Linked DNA regions of Sus scrofa: region 1 is linked to region 2. A link is a contact called in public HiChIP or PLAC-seq data. All regions are on one chromosome and are shown on one strand. Each heading gives the region's core, a stretch centred on a gene start, on an enhancer-like site or on the middle of the called end of the contact. The rest is flanking DNA. Distances are from core to core; before and after follow the strand shown.

What was found. HiChIP or PLAC-seq counts read pairs in DNA pulled down with a chosen protein or histone mark.
Region 1: a contact with region 2 is called in an H3K27ac HiChIP or PLAC-seq map of skeletal muscle. The contact joins two enhancer-like sites. A contact is called at or near these places in 2 of 2 datasets of contacts at active chromatin or transcription factors (alveolar macrophages and skeletal muscle).

Annotation. Positions count from the first base shown.
Region 1 is chr1:194,315,564-194,322,688 of Sscrofa11.1, forward strand. All of the region lies in intron 2 of SYNE2 (nesprin-2), which reads right to left. Among named protein-coding and RNA genes, the nearest start is that of SGPP1, 33 kb to the right of the region's middle. Within about 2 kb of position 3,163, at least 1 of the 83 cell types and tissues checked has an H3K27ac peak or open chromatin away from gene starts, as enhancers often do. A contact at or near this core is called in skeletal muscle, where this site is marked.
Region 2 is chr1:194,011,563-194,018,127 of Sscrofa11.1, forward strand. SYNE2 (nesprin-2) reads right to left here. Exons shown (of 117, transcript XM_021074116.1): 67 at 6,108-6,338; 68 at 1,837-2,019; 69 at 651-779. It overlaps LOC106509133 (a long non-coding RNA gene), which reads left to right and starts at 6,113. Exons shown (of 2, transcript XR_001306433.2): 1 at 6,113-6,565. Within about 2 kb of position 3,054, at least 6 of the 83 cell types and tissues checked have an H3K27ac peak or open chromatin away from gene starts, as enhancers often do. A contact at or near this core is called in skeletal muscle, where this site is marked.

The DNA.
Region 1 (7,125 bases), core at 1,913-4,412, 300 kb after region 2:
AATGACATCACGCAGAAATCAGGAGCAAGTGGGTAATCATTCACTCTCACAGAATATAGAATTAAATAAATACTTTCTATTTTACTTTATTATTCTGAAATATATCATAAATGCAGGAGCAAAATTCAATAAGTACATACAGTTTTGTTTTTTTTTTAGGGACGCACTTATGGCATATGGAAGTTCCCTGGCTATGGGTCGAATTAGAGCTACAGCTGTGGGCCTACACCACAGCCACAGCAATGTGGGATCCGAGACCCGTCTGCAATCTACACCACAGCTCAAGGCAACACCAGATTCCTGACCCACTGAGTGAGGCCAGGGATCAAACCAACATCCTCAAGGATATTAGTCAGATACATTTCCACTGCACAACAAAGGGAACTCCAGTACATACAGTTTAAAGCATGATAAACACCAACTTTTAAACTTTTGAAATAAACTTTTTGCTACCTAAGCATATATCCCTGAATTATATAAAATATATATAATTTCAGGAATTACATATACATATAGTCTTTTGTCTTTGGTGCCGCACCCACAGCATATGGAGGTTCCTAGGCTAGGGGTCTAATCAGAGCTATAGCCGCCAGCCTTCACCAGAGCCACAGCAATGCAGGATCTGAGCCATGTCTGCAACCTACACCACAGCTCACGGCAACGCTGGATCCTCAACCCACTAAGCAAGGCTAGGGATTGAACCTGCAACCTCATGGTTCCTAGTCGGATTCGTTTCCACTGTGCCACAACGGGAACCCCGTGAATTATATTTTTAATTTTGCCTGTCCTTGACCTTTACATAATGGAATTATTAAGTACTTTTCAGTGCTAGCTTTTGGACCCACACAGAACTTTTGAGACTCTCATCCATATTCATGCCTCTAGCTGTAGTCCATCCTTTTCACTGCTATATAGTATTCCACGGTTTGAATACACCACAGTTTTATCCTTTGATGATGTTTCCAGTTTTTTGCTATTATGAATAGTGAAGCTAAGAAACTCTTGCACATGCCTACTGGTTTATGTAAAAACTGTTCTTTAGGGTAAATATCTAGGAGTGGAATTGCTGGATCATTAGAAATGGTATTTGTAAATTATAATGTAAAGTTGTTACCTAAAGTCATTAACAAATTTACAGTCCCATCAGGAGTATATGAGGGTTTCTGTGGCTCTATTTCCTTATCAACATCAAAAACTGACCAATTTTCAGGTTTTTTTAGCTAGTCTGGTAGGTGTGAAATGGTTTCACTGGTTTTAGCTTGTATTTCTCTGATTCACTAATGAGGTTAAGAATCTTTCCACAGAAGTTGCTGTTGTGGCTCAGTGGGTTTGATCCCTGGCTTCAATCAGTGGGTTAAGGAGGTGTAGGCCACAGATGTGGCTCGAATCTGGTATTGCTGTGGCTGCGGTGTAGGCCAGCAGCTGCAGGTCTAATTCGACCCCTAGCCTGGAAAGTTTCATATGCTGCAAGTGTGGCCCTAAAAAGGATGAAGGAGGAGGAGGAGGAGGGGGAGGGGAGGAGGGAGAGGGGGAGAAGGAGGAGGAAGAGAAGAAGAAAGAAGAAGAAGAATATTCCTACATGTTTATTGGCCATAAATGCTCCCTCTTTTAAGATATGATTATTTCATACAGCTAGGATTAGATGTGAAATACCTAATTATATCGCTTGATCACTTTCCAGTTGGTTTATGTTTCTTTATTGATCTGCCAGGCTAATTCTACCTTATATCAAGTTTATCCGTGGGTCTGATTTTAGCATCTGTTTTCTGGTGAATTCATTTTTCACTTATTTGAAAATTTAAGATTGGTCAGCTAAACAACTATTTTCAATGAAAACCTCAATGAAGGAATGTACAAGAAAATTTTTCTTCTGAAATTTACATGAGATTCTTGAAAATATTCAGTAATCACTGAAGATTAGTGTGCCACCAGAGGGAGTCCAAAGGGATCCCATGAGTGTGTACCACAACATCCAAGCATGCACAGGGTAGGGGAGTCTAGCTTTACCGAGTACTTCACAAGTGCTTTTCACTATTACTTACATCAAGATCTTGGGGGGGGGGGGTTGTTTGTTTTTTTACTTCTTATGGCCATACCTGAAGCATACAGAAGTTCCCAGGTTAGGGGTGGAATCAGAGCTGCCCCTTCAGGCCTACACCACAGCTCACAGCAATCCGGTACCCTTAACCCACTGAGTGAAGCCAGGGATTGAACCCACATCCTCATGGAGACAATTCTTAACCCACTGAGACACTATGGGAATGCCTATCTTGGGGTGTTAAAGTATTTTTGCTGCATATTTCATCTTTCCCACTAGTATTTTACTATTTGTATTTCATTTTCCCATGTCACTGTGGCACAATGAGACACATCATGAGAGAAAATAGCTAGACTAGCATTAACCCTGGCATTTTTAATGGCCTGCCTGATTCTCTGTTCTCAGTGTCCTCCACCACTGAAGTTTTATCCCCTCCCTGGACTCTGGGGAACAATTCTGAAAGTGGGAAGTTTAGTGTATTAGCTCACCAAATTAAGCTCATCCTGTTCTAACCTTGTTGGACAGGACTACTAATGGGATTTTGCAACCTCCTAAACCCTCAATGCAAATAATAAGGTTTGCGTTTCGCTTTTTTTTTTTTTTTTTTTTTTTTTTTTTTGTCTTTTTGCTATTTCTTGGGCTGCACCTGTGGCATATGGAGGTTCCCAGGCTAGGGGTCAAATCGGAGCTGTAGCCGCTGGCCTATGCCACAGCCACAGCCACAACAAAGTGGGATCCGAGCCGCATCTGCAACCTACACCACAGCTCACGGCAATGCTGGATCCTTAACCCACTGAGCAAGGCCAGGGATTGAACCCGTAACCTCAGGGTTCCTAGTCGGATTCGTTAATCACTGAGCCATGGGAACTCCGCATTTTGCTCTTATCAACTGGCTTCCCATCTGAAAGCCAGTTTGTCTGTGACTGTGTACTTTCAAGAGTCAAAAATCCTGCCCTGAAACCCAGGCCAGTTATATGGACCCTAAATTCTGCTCCTCAAGGCACTAGTAACTAGGAATCCAGAGTGACTTCCTTAGCTAGAATTTACTTGTTTTTTCCACACTGATTTCTGAGACAAGGCTAATCCTTGGCTGGTTAGGGCACAAGCCAAGTCCCTTGGCTGCTTCTCTTTGTTCTGGTTGTTAGGAATCTGAAAAATAATTTTATGTTTGGTTGCTATAGCTTTGTTTGAGCACAAAGTGCGCAAAAAGTTTCTTGGTATATTTACATCTATGTACTGAACGAATGATCTTCTTTGCTGTGCACTTTAGAATATGGCAATATGAAAAACTAACAGAATCCTTGCCACCAGGAGCTAACTGTCTAGCAGTAGTGCAAGGGATCAACAATTTGTAATGCGGTCAGCACTACCAAAGGGCAAGACTCAGAGTCAGCTTACATGAGGATTTAACTTGAGCTAGTTAACATTTATCACTGGATATTTGCCTTTCCTTCTAGGTTTTTTTTTATCAATGCAAATTATTTTAATTATAGGCAAAGATGTGTCTGTATATGTAATCAACAATATCTTTCATAAATCCTTCCTTTCACAAAGAAATTTGAAATGGGAGTATTTACTAGAGTTTCTGAGCTGGAGTTTCACTGATTCAAAAACTACTGACTTAATAAATAGACTCTAAGCATTACAGAAACTGATTCCAAATGAGAGAGTAGAATATGAGGGTGATAGTCAGTGCAAATCCTTAGCCAGTCTAGGATAAAGAGAAAAAGAAAAGAGAATTATTTGCCTAACAGAGGCTGGCAAATAATTGCCTGAACCAGGTAAAGCTGGAAAGCGGAGTACTACAAAGGACCAGCTTCAGCATATGTTGCCATGCGTGATGAGAGCCCAGTGTGCCCTGATCATCCTAATTTATAACAGAAGCTAGAATTGCCTTTTTTTTTTTTTTTTCCTTTTTATAGCTGCACCTGTGGCATATGGAAGTTCCTGGGCCAGGGGTCAAACCACAACTATAGCTGCTGGCCTACACCACAGCCAGAGCAACGCTGGATCCTTAACCCACTGAGCAAGGCCAGGGATCCAATCCACATCTGCACAGAGACAAAAGCCCATCCCTAACCCACTGAGCCACAACAGGAACTCCTAGAATTTTCAATTTTTTAATGTCAAATAAGTTAAAATTCTAAAACAATTGTGCAGGCTAAATAAAACCTCTCCCTCTTTGTCATCTTTAATTTAGACTCTGCCTTTCATGTTGACTTCCTAAGCATGAACTTATCCACAATGGCCAACTAGATAGTGTTAGTTTTCCTACTTTATTCATCCTTCTATCTTTTCTACCACCAAATCTTCATTCCCACCCCTATGCACCTGTTTTAGTGTGATAAAGTGATGCTGCCAAGACAGAAGTAGGTCAGATCATTTTCACCCTTCTCACTCGCAGAAGTTTTCTTTACAAAGGGAAGTGGAAGCAGATAGAGTAGGAGAATGCAAGGTTTTTATTTCTGCTTTCTTCCCCTGAAGTGGTCCACAGACTGAAAAGATGAAATAATGTTATCCCAGCATGTCTTCCCACCTAGAGAATGGTGGACCTAAGAAGAGAGAAATTAGTGGAGCTTTCATTCTGCTAAATCTGTGCTTCGGAGCTAGGATAAAACTCCTCTGCTGGTGGACAGGCGAATACAGAATGACATTTAACCATGACAGCAATGCAACCACTCCCTCATCTGTGCCAGCTGTCCCAAGAGCTGCTCAAAATCCCACAGATGATGCTCTACCGGCAGACAACCAGATATTCACATTTTAAGACTGTAAATTCTGGAGTTCCCATCAAGGCTCAGGGGAAATGAATCTGACTAGCAACTATGAGGATGCAGGTTCGATCCCTGGCCTTGCCCAGTGGGTTAAGGATTCGGCATTTCTTGAGCTATGGTGTAGGTTGCAGATGTGGCTCAGATCTCACGTTGCTGTAGCTGTGGCATAGGCCGGCAGCTGCAGCTCTGATTCGACCCCTACCTAGCCTGGGAATCTCCATATGCTGTGCATGCAGCACTAAAAAGCAAAGCGGGGGAAAAAAAAAAAAGAAGAAGACTGAAAATTCTTTTGGAAAACTAATTACACTCTCCAGAGACTATGGTTCACCCATTAGTCAGGGTAACTAATGGGGTGACTAATAATGAGTGAACAAAAAAGAAAAAACAAAAACAAACAAAAAAACCCTCTGTAACCAATGGCAGATATAATTATACAATATTTGTCTCTGAAGATGCAAAGTGAGTTTGACATTTTGTAACAATCCTATATAGATAGAAGTCCAGATATACTTTGTGCATACTGTTTTTCAAATCCTACTTCCTCATGAGTCTTAAATCAACTCAACACCTATTATTACTAGAATTTTATATTTTCCATTGTTCCTAAAAAGCCTATCACAAATGACTGTGAATTTGAAAAATTTTAGCAAAAGAGCAAAATGTTTTAATAGTGGAGTTTCCCTCATGGCTCAGCGGAAACAAATCTGACCAGTATCCATGAGAAGGATGGTTCGATCTCTGGGTTAAGGATCTGGCATTGCTGTGAGCTGTGGTGTAGGCCGGCATCTACAGCTCCAATTTGACCCCTAGCCTGGGAACCTCCTTATGCTGCTAGGGCGGCCCTAAAAAGACCAAAAAAAAAAAAAAAAAAAAAAAAAGGTTTAATAGCATGTGTGTCTCTTCTCTAGCTGCTGGCTCTCAGATCCATTCCTTGCCCTCTCCCTACTCTGCTCTTTATCACAAGAAATGACTTCTCCCAAACCCTCCTTGCTCTATGGCTTCTCTGTAGGTTCAGCTATTGAGACGCATTTGTGAAAGGTCAGAGCGCGGGAGGAGAAAAGCAGGGGTTTCTCCCGTCCTCTGGTGGTGGTCTCCTCGGTGACTCTCTCCTCTCCTTAGTGGCTCCAGACTCCATGGAACAGCCCCTACCTTGGGGGTCCTGCTCCAGGCTGGCAGTCCCTTCCCCCTGCTCCAGCTGCAGCACCCAAGGACACAGCCCCAGCTTCCAGGCTCTGTTGAGGACATCTCCTCTCACTGGACCCTAAGCTCTAGAGGTGGGAAGGGCTTTACTCTGAGTTGCTTCACTGTCCCTTTGCCTTCTCAGCCTCAGCTGTTCAATCAGCTCTGTAACCAGGAATTCCAGCTGTGGCTCAGCAGTAACAAACCCGACTAATTTCCATAAGGATGCGGGTTCCATCCCTGGTGTTGCTCAGTGAGTTAAGGATCTGGTGTTGCTGTGGCTGTGGTGTAGGCCGGTAGCTGTAGCTCTGATTCAACCCCTAGCCTGGGAACTTCCATGTGCCGCGGGTGCAGAAAAACAAAAACAACAACAAAAAAACCTCTATAACCAATTCCCTGCATTAAATTCTCTCTTTCAAAAAGGGGTTTCTGTTTTTCTGACTAGATCCTCGCTGGTACAAACACTGTGGAACTCTTTGTAATATATTCTAAACTTTCAGGTATGTGTCATTAATCCAATCTGTAGACTAACCTGTCAGTTTTGCCTGTGATCAGACAAGCCCAGATTTAGTCATGTTTCCTACCTACAATAGCTATCCCCCCAAATTTCTTATCCTTGTCTGATACCAGAGTTCCCTTTTGAGTTACCTATATTTGCTTCCTTTTAAAATTACTTGGGAAAACACAAGTTTAGCATTTGGTCTAAAACCTGTATTTCAACCCAACTAGAATATGATGCAGGAATTAAAATGGGTTTTATTTAGCTTCTCAAAAAAAAAAAAAAAAAAAAAAAGCCACGGGCATTGCTTCTTCACAAAAGGCTTTACCCTTTCATAGGCTTTACAAACCTTTTTGTTTATATCATTTTCTTCCAACTTTTTATTTCAAATATACAGAAAAAGGGAACACATATTATTTGCCTGGATTCACCACTTGTTAGCACTTAACCAATTTGCTTTTTTCTCTTTCTCGATTTCTGAATCATTTGAAAATAAGTTGTAGGCACCATGACATTTCACTACTAAATAGTTCAGCATGTATTTGCCTGCATGACCACAATGCCATATTTATGCCCAAGAAATTTAACAATATAGTCCATTCTAGTCTACTGAATTGTCCAAAACATGTTGTTGA
Region 2 (6,565 bases), core at 1,804-4,303:
TATTTAAAACAGTCTTACAGTGACCAAGTATTGTTTGCTATATACTACACACATGGAAAATCACCAAAAATATACTAATATATTTTGAAACAATAGGGAAAGAAGTGTTGGAGTTACAGAGGTTAAGTTTACTCTGAAGACATTTGCTTAGTGCGGTGTAAGTGCAAGTTAATGGAGTTCCTGTCATCGCGCAGCGGAAACGAATCCAACTAGGAACCATGAGGTTTTGGGTTCAATCCCTGGCCTCGCTCAGTGGGTTAAGGATCCAGCGTTGCCGTGAGCTGTGGTGTGGGTCGCAGAAGCAGCTCAGATCTGGAGTTGCTGTGGCTCCGGTGTAGGCCGGTGGCAACAGCTCCAATTAGATCCCCTAGCCTGGGAATCTCCATATGCTGCGGGTGCAGCCCTAAAAAAGATGCAAGTTGTTAAAGCAGCCACACACACAAGTTCAAGTGTCCCCAGATGTAGTAGATGAAAACAAAGTAGGTGCTGTAGCAAACACTCAAAACCCCGAGGTGCTGCACACCCACACATTAAACTTTCTATGAAGTCACATAAGAAAACACTCCCATGGCTGGTCAGTTTTTATTTCAATGGGAAATTCCATGTAGAAACCTTTATTCTTATCCTTATAACTGTTGGGCTGAAATTACCTGTTGTTGTTGGAAATCTTTTTGTCTGCTGAATTGTGGCCTTTCAGTTACAATAGATTCAAATTCAGAAAGGTTATCTGGTTGGAGAACTTTCTGATGCTCTGAAGATTTCTTTAGAATGGTAGAATTCTGCAAAACATTTTATGACGGCAGGCTATTTATTTACAATGGTGACCCACTTTATTTCAAATCCAGTAAGACTACAAAATGGAACATTTCACAGGAATTAAATGATTATATTCTGTTAATTATAGTAATTACATACTACGATTTAATGTATTTATTTCATAAGAACTCCAAAACCCACTACAGTTGATGACGTGATCATTTTATCATTTTCTCAACTTAATTCCTCCTATAAATTACTAAAAGCCAGGAAATCCATTGCCCTTTTTTCTTAGAGCAAAATGAAGAAAACAGACATAGTATTATGCTTTTGAACTCAAATTTCCCCTATGTCTAAAGTAGACATTTATCATACATTAGTAGATATTTTTTAAAGAGAGAGAACATATGAGGATAAAAGGGATTCCATATAGCCGGTGTAGCTGAAGCTGATCTTATTTCTGTGAATGCAAGTCCTGTAAGTAGAAACCATCATCTTATAAGTAGAGATGTAAATCTTACATAGTAAGATCCTACTCATAGAGCATATTTGCATTTATATACACAGAATGCTTTTAAAAGTCACTAGAACACTTTAACTGTATGGTACTTTGATCAGTATATATAAATATTTTAAATGAATAACAAAAGTACCCTGGAAACAGGTTTTTGTGTTTCTGATGTCAAATTTTAAGCTTATCTATAAAGAATTCATTTTCCAGTCAATTGGAGTCACACAATTCATTTAAAATACATATTTCTTTTATGAGGAAGGCTTGCATGGACTTCAGTATCAGCAAGAACAAGCTACCCAGTCAAGCCAACTCCAATCAATACCATCACTAACAACAACCTAGATGGAAAAACTGCACAGCAAAATGAAACCAACAACAAAATCCAGGGCAGCCATTCCTGACAGCTTTCTGAGGCTTAATTCTTTCTCACTTAGAATAATTCCTCTGTAGGTATTTCCTTACCTCCATCCAGAGTTCTTACTGATGGATCCATCTGAGCGTATACATACATGTCCATCTACCCATGTGTCTGTCTACATACATATCTGTACACAGCCATACTTTACCTGCTCCTCATTGTATTTCTCCTGAAGCATCATCTGAACTTTTTCCAAATTGCACTTCACAGTTTTTAGTTTCAAGGAAAGTGCTTCCGCCTCCTGTTGAGTGGCCCCGCTATCCCCCAGGCCCTGATCTTTGCAGTTCTCTAACAGAGAGGCAACCTTGTGCTCAATCTCTGTCAGCATAGCCTAGGAAATAAAATCATCTAATTATTCATAGTTTTAATCCTGAATAAGCATTACACCCCAAAATAAGTTAGGTTTACACTCTCTACCTAAGTGGATAGAAGAACTCCATGGGAGTTCCCACTGTGGCTCAGCAGTAACGGACCCAACTAGTATACATGAGGATTCAGGTTCAACCCCTGGCCTCACTGTGGGTTAAGGAGCCAGGGTTGTTGTGACCTGTGGTCTAGGTTGCAGACATGGCTCGGATCCCACGCTGTTGTGGCATAGGCTGGTAGCTGTAGCTCTGATTCGACCCCTAGCCTGGAAACTTCCATATGCCGCAACTTTGGCCCTAAAAAAAAAAAAAAAAAAGTACCGGGAACACAGTTTGGAAGGGACTTTGGGGGGAAAAAACCCTCCACATAATCCCTCTGGTTTTCAATCCCAGGACAACCAAACCAACCCCAAATTGCAGTGGTCACTCTCTTAAATAATCTAAAACCAGTTATTCTACATTCCTTTTAGAAAATATGGCTGAGTGTACCCAGTACCCCACAGTGGTTAAGAACAGACACTGGAACTGTACTACTTGGGTTCAGATCCCAGCCCTGCCAGTTAGTAGCTGGGAAAACTCGGGCACCTTACATTGTGTGGTTGTGCCTCTAGCCATCTGTAAAATGGGGACAATAACAGAATTTAACTCCTGGGGTCACTTTGAGAGGCTAGAGTTAAATCCACATACCTTGGGCAGTGCTTGATTCATCGTCTGTGTCAACTATCATTATATTTCCCCACCTTTCTAACCTTTTTCTGTTGCAATCCAAGTGTTGAGTGGTATTAAAAAAAAAAAAAAAAAGAATTCCAGAGAATCCTTCGAAAATTCTTCCCCATTCTCTTTTCCTGCTCTTTCTCAAGCCAAATAAGCTTCTAAAATATTAGAAGAAGACCACAGAAAACATAACCAGGAAGCTAAAACACTTAGTCATTGATACAGCTGGCCAACTTATAGCTGGGCCTAAAAATAAATCAGGAGGATGAAGTAAGTTTCCCAGTAAGTCACCGTCATTGTTTTCCTCCTCAGCAGATCAAGTTTGCCCTCTCCTGAGGCTCAGTAGCCTCAACATAGTAGCCCAACTGGCTGGGCACACAAGTAGAGCAGCAGCGTTCAGATTCGCATTCCAGCAATGTGACTACTTGTGCTAAAATCATGTGTGACTAAGAGCAAGTTTAAGTCCTTGGGAGAAACTTAAGGAAATACTTTAAATACTTAATTCTTTTTGTTTTGTTTTCGTTTCTTTGTTGGTTTTTTTTCTTTTCAGGGTCACACAAGCAGCATATGGAAGTTCCCAGGCTAGGGGTCAAATTGGAGATGCAGCTGCCAGCCCACACCATAGCCACAGCAATGCCAGATCCGAGCCACATCTACAACCTACACCACAGCTCACGGCAAAGCTGGATCCTTAACCCACTGAGTGAGGCCAGGGATTGAACTCACGTCCTCATGGATACTAGTCAGGTTCTTAACCCGCTGAACCACAACGGGAACTGCAGAAATACTCTACTCTTAATATAAATTTTCAAGTAACAAACTTAAAACATCTCCATCCAAGCAAATTACTTGTATCCTCCATCTATAGACTCTTCTAAGCATGAACAATACGAGCACAAAGATTTTAGAGTGGCTATAAACAAAGTACACTGTAATATTATGCTCTTTCTCCATAATGTATACTTTTCCATGTATCTACATACGTGTGCTTCATGATTCCCATTTTAATAGCTGCAAGTGAATATTGCAGATTCTCTTCACCTTCCTATCATTAAGTCTTTAAACCATCTCCAGTTCTTCACTTTTGTAATCAATGCTGGCGTATTTTTCTCCTTTTGGGGTTATTTTCAGAGGGTAAATTTAAAGTAATGGGATTATTGGGCTAAAAAGATGCACATTTTATCTGCCGATAGTGAACTCCCCCCAACATTTAACTAAATTGGCAGACATTAGTGAATCTATTTCTCCAGAGTTTTCCAGGATGAAATAATTTTTGTCAAGGTAATGTAGGAACAAAACAACAGTTGTTTTGACTCATATGTCTTTAATAATCAAGGCTGAATATTTCCTTTCAAATATTAAGTTACTGCATATAATTTTTTCTTGACTGCTCTCTTTGCTCCTATCCTTTGGAGATTTTCTCTGGGAACTTAGTGTTTTTACAGACCACTCTAAGGCTTTTTACAGGTTTCAGTATTAAACCGTATGGCCAGGTGTTATGCAAATGAGTCAAAGTCGGCCCCTATATATTGACTCTTATGTTGTTTATTTCTTCACAGCGGGTGAGGACATTAGCTCATATTTCACTGGTACCAGACTCACAACTGGACCCCCACCTCTGCGAGCTGTGGTGAAGACAAGCAGGTGCTCTAATGCCCTACCTCTGCTGTCCTTCAGAGCTCCCTGACATCACCTAGACACAGAAGCCCCTCTGGATCCCCATTCCCCTGGAGCCCCCTGTCTCTTCCCCTTGTGGGTGGTGGCCCCACCAGCCTCTTGCCAAAGCCTCTGGAAGGTCTCCTGCCAATGAGAGACCTCCAAGTCCCTCCAGATCCCTCCAAAATGCTGCTGAAAAAAGCTCCCTATGTGCTACCGCCCCCTTGTGGCCATGTCTTTTCCCAGAGCAGCCCTCAAATCCTTGGACTTGATACCAGTGGCCAGATGGGATTCGGGTGATGATCAAGGAACTAACTGGCTTTGGAGTCTTCTCAGGCAGAAGGATGATTGATTGGAAGATCACTTCAGATGGCCTTAAGTGCCTGGGTCTCAACAGGTGGAAGGCTGCAAGTTCAGATCAGAGGAGCGCTGCTCTGTGCCATATTACACTCTTTTCTACACTCCCCTGCATCTCATCAGCTAGGCCATGTGGTGGTGGTAGGATCTGAATAAACCCATGCCTCAGAGTGACTTCTGGGGTGAGAAGTGCTGAGCTGCCCAGGGCAGAAGGTCAGCCTACTCACTTGGGTCGCATGAGGCAGGTGCCAGATGCTGTTAAGACTGTGGGTCTGAATGAAAAAGGGAAGGAGTCGTGGCCTCAGGCCAAGGTGGGTCTTCCCCCCACCCTGTAACTTCCTATAGTGGACGGAGCTCCCTGTGGGCAGGTCAGAGATTTGTACTCTGAGAGGAAGCCCTTGTCCCTGGGCGATGATCCCAGCAGGTGTAGACATCAAGCCAAGGGAGGTCTAAGTGCCTTTGGGGGCAGCTATGACACTCAGTTAGGCTGCATGGAGTCCTGGCTCTGGCCTGTCCCTGAAGGGATAAAGAGATCCTAACCTTTGGGCTATGCCAGCAAATATTATTCAAAGTGACCAAAAGCAAGGAAGTTGCTCCTCCCAGCATGAGCAGGAGCATTCACAGTAAAATGGCAGCAAGGCCCTTTTCTGCGGCATCTGCAATCTTGCAGATCAGGGATATTCAGTTTCATTTCTTTTTTTGAGGTTCCCAGGCTAGGGGTCGAATAGGAGCCGTAGCCACCAGCCTATGCCAGAGCCATAGCAACATGGGATCTGAGCCATGTCTGCGACCTACACCACAGTTCACAGCAACGCCAGATCCCCAACCCACTGAGTGAGGCCAGAGATGGAACCTGCGTCCTCATGAATGCCAGTCGGGTTGGTTAACCACTGAGCCACAACGGGAACTCCCAGTTTCATTTCTGATGAATGAGAAGTCAAAGAACTGAATATTATGACTAAAATAAGAGTATTTACTGAGCACTTTATACCTTCTTTATATACAAAACACTGATTTATATACTTCATTTAATCCTGACAGTCTTAAGAGATAACCTACACATGAGAGTAAAGAGGTGAAAAGTTTACTGACCCCAGTCCACAGTCAACATGACAGAGCTGGATGTGAATTAGATTCTGTGCTCTTACCCCCTACTGTCTCCCCAAATACTCTGTTTACATAAACTATTTCAAAGAATTATCCTGCAGTTACTAAGTTGAGGCTGAGATAAACACAGCAGTCTGAGGAACAGGAAGAATCACGCTGTTGCTTTAAGAGAAATTGCCCCACTCTTGGAAGGCCATGAACTCGGGCCCATCAGCCTTACCTGGCACCCTACCAGCTGCTGTTCCACCACCTGTTGCATGTCTGCGTTTAATGTTTCCGGCTCAAATGCCACGTTGGCTTGGTGCAGCCACAGCTCCAGCTCAGCAACCTGGTTCTTGCAGACATGGAGGACTTCCGCAGGCTCAGGCCTCGCTTTCTCCACTGTGGCCTCCAAAGCTCCTTGTTCGGCAGAAAACCCCGGTGCTGCAGCCTTGATGGGAGGTGTGGCACCCTATGATAAATCCAAAGATAATCCAGCAGTGAAAAGCCAGGAGTCCAAAATGTTCAGATTTGGATTTGCAAGGACCTGTGACCTTTCAGCATTTCCCCCACTTAAGCGAAAATAAATAAATAAGGGCAGAAGTAAGAAGGAAAGAAAGAAAAGAAAAAGGCACCTCCACAGGCATAGCAACAGTCACGTGACCTGACGCCCCAGGTTTCCAAGCAGCCGACCTGCGT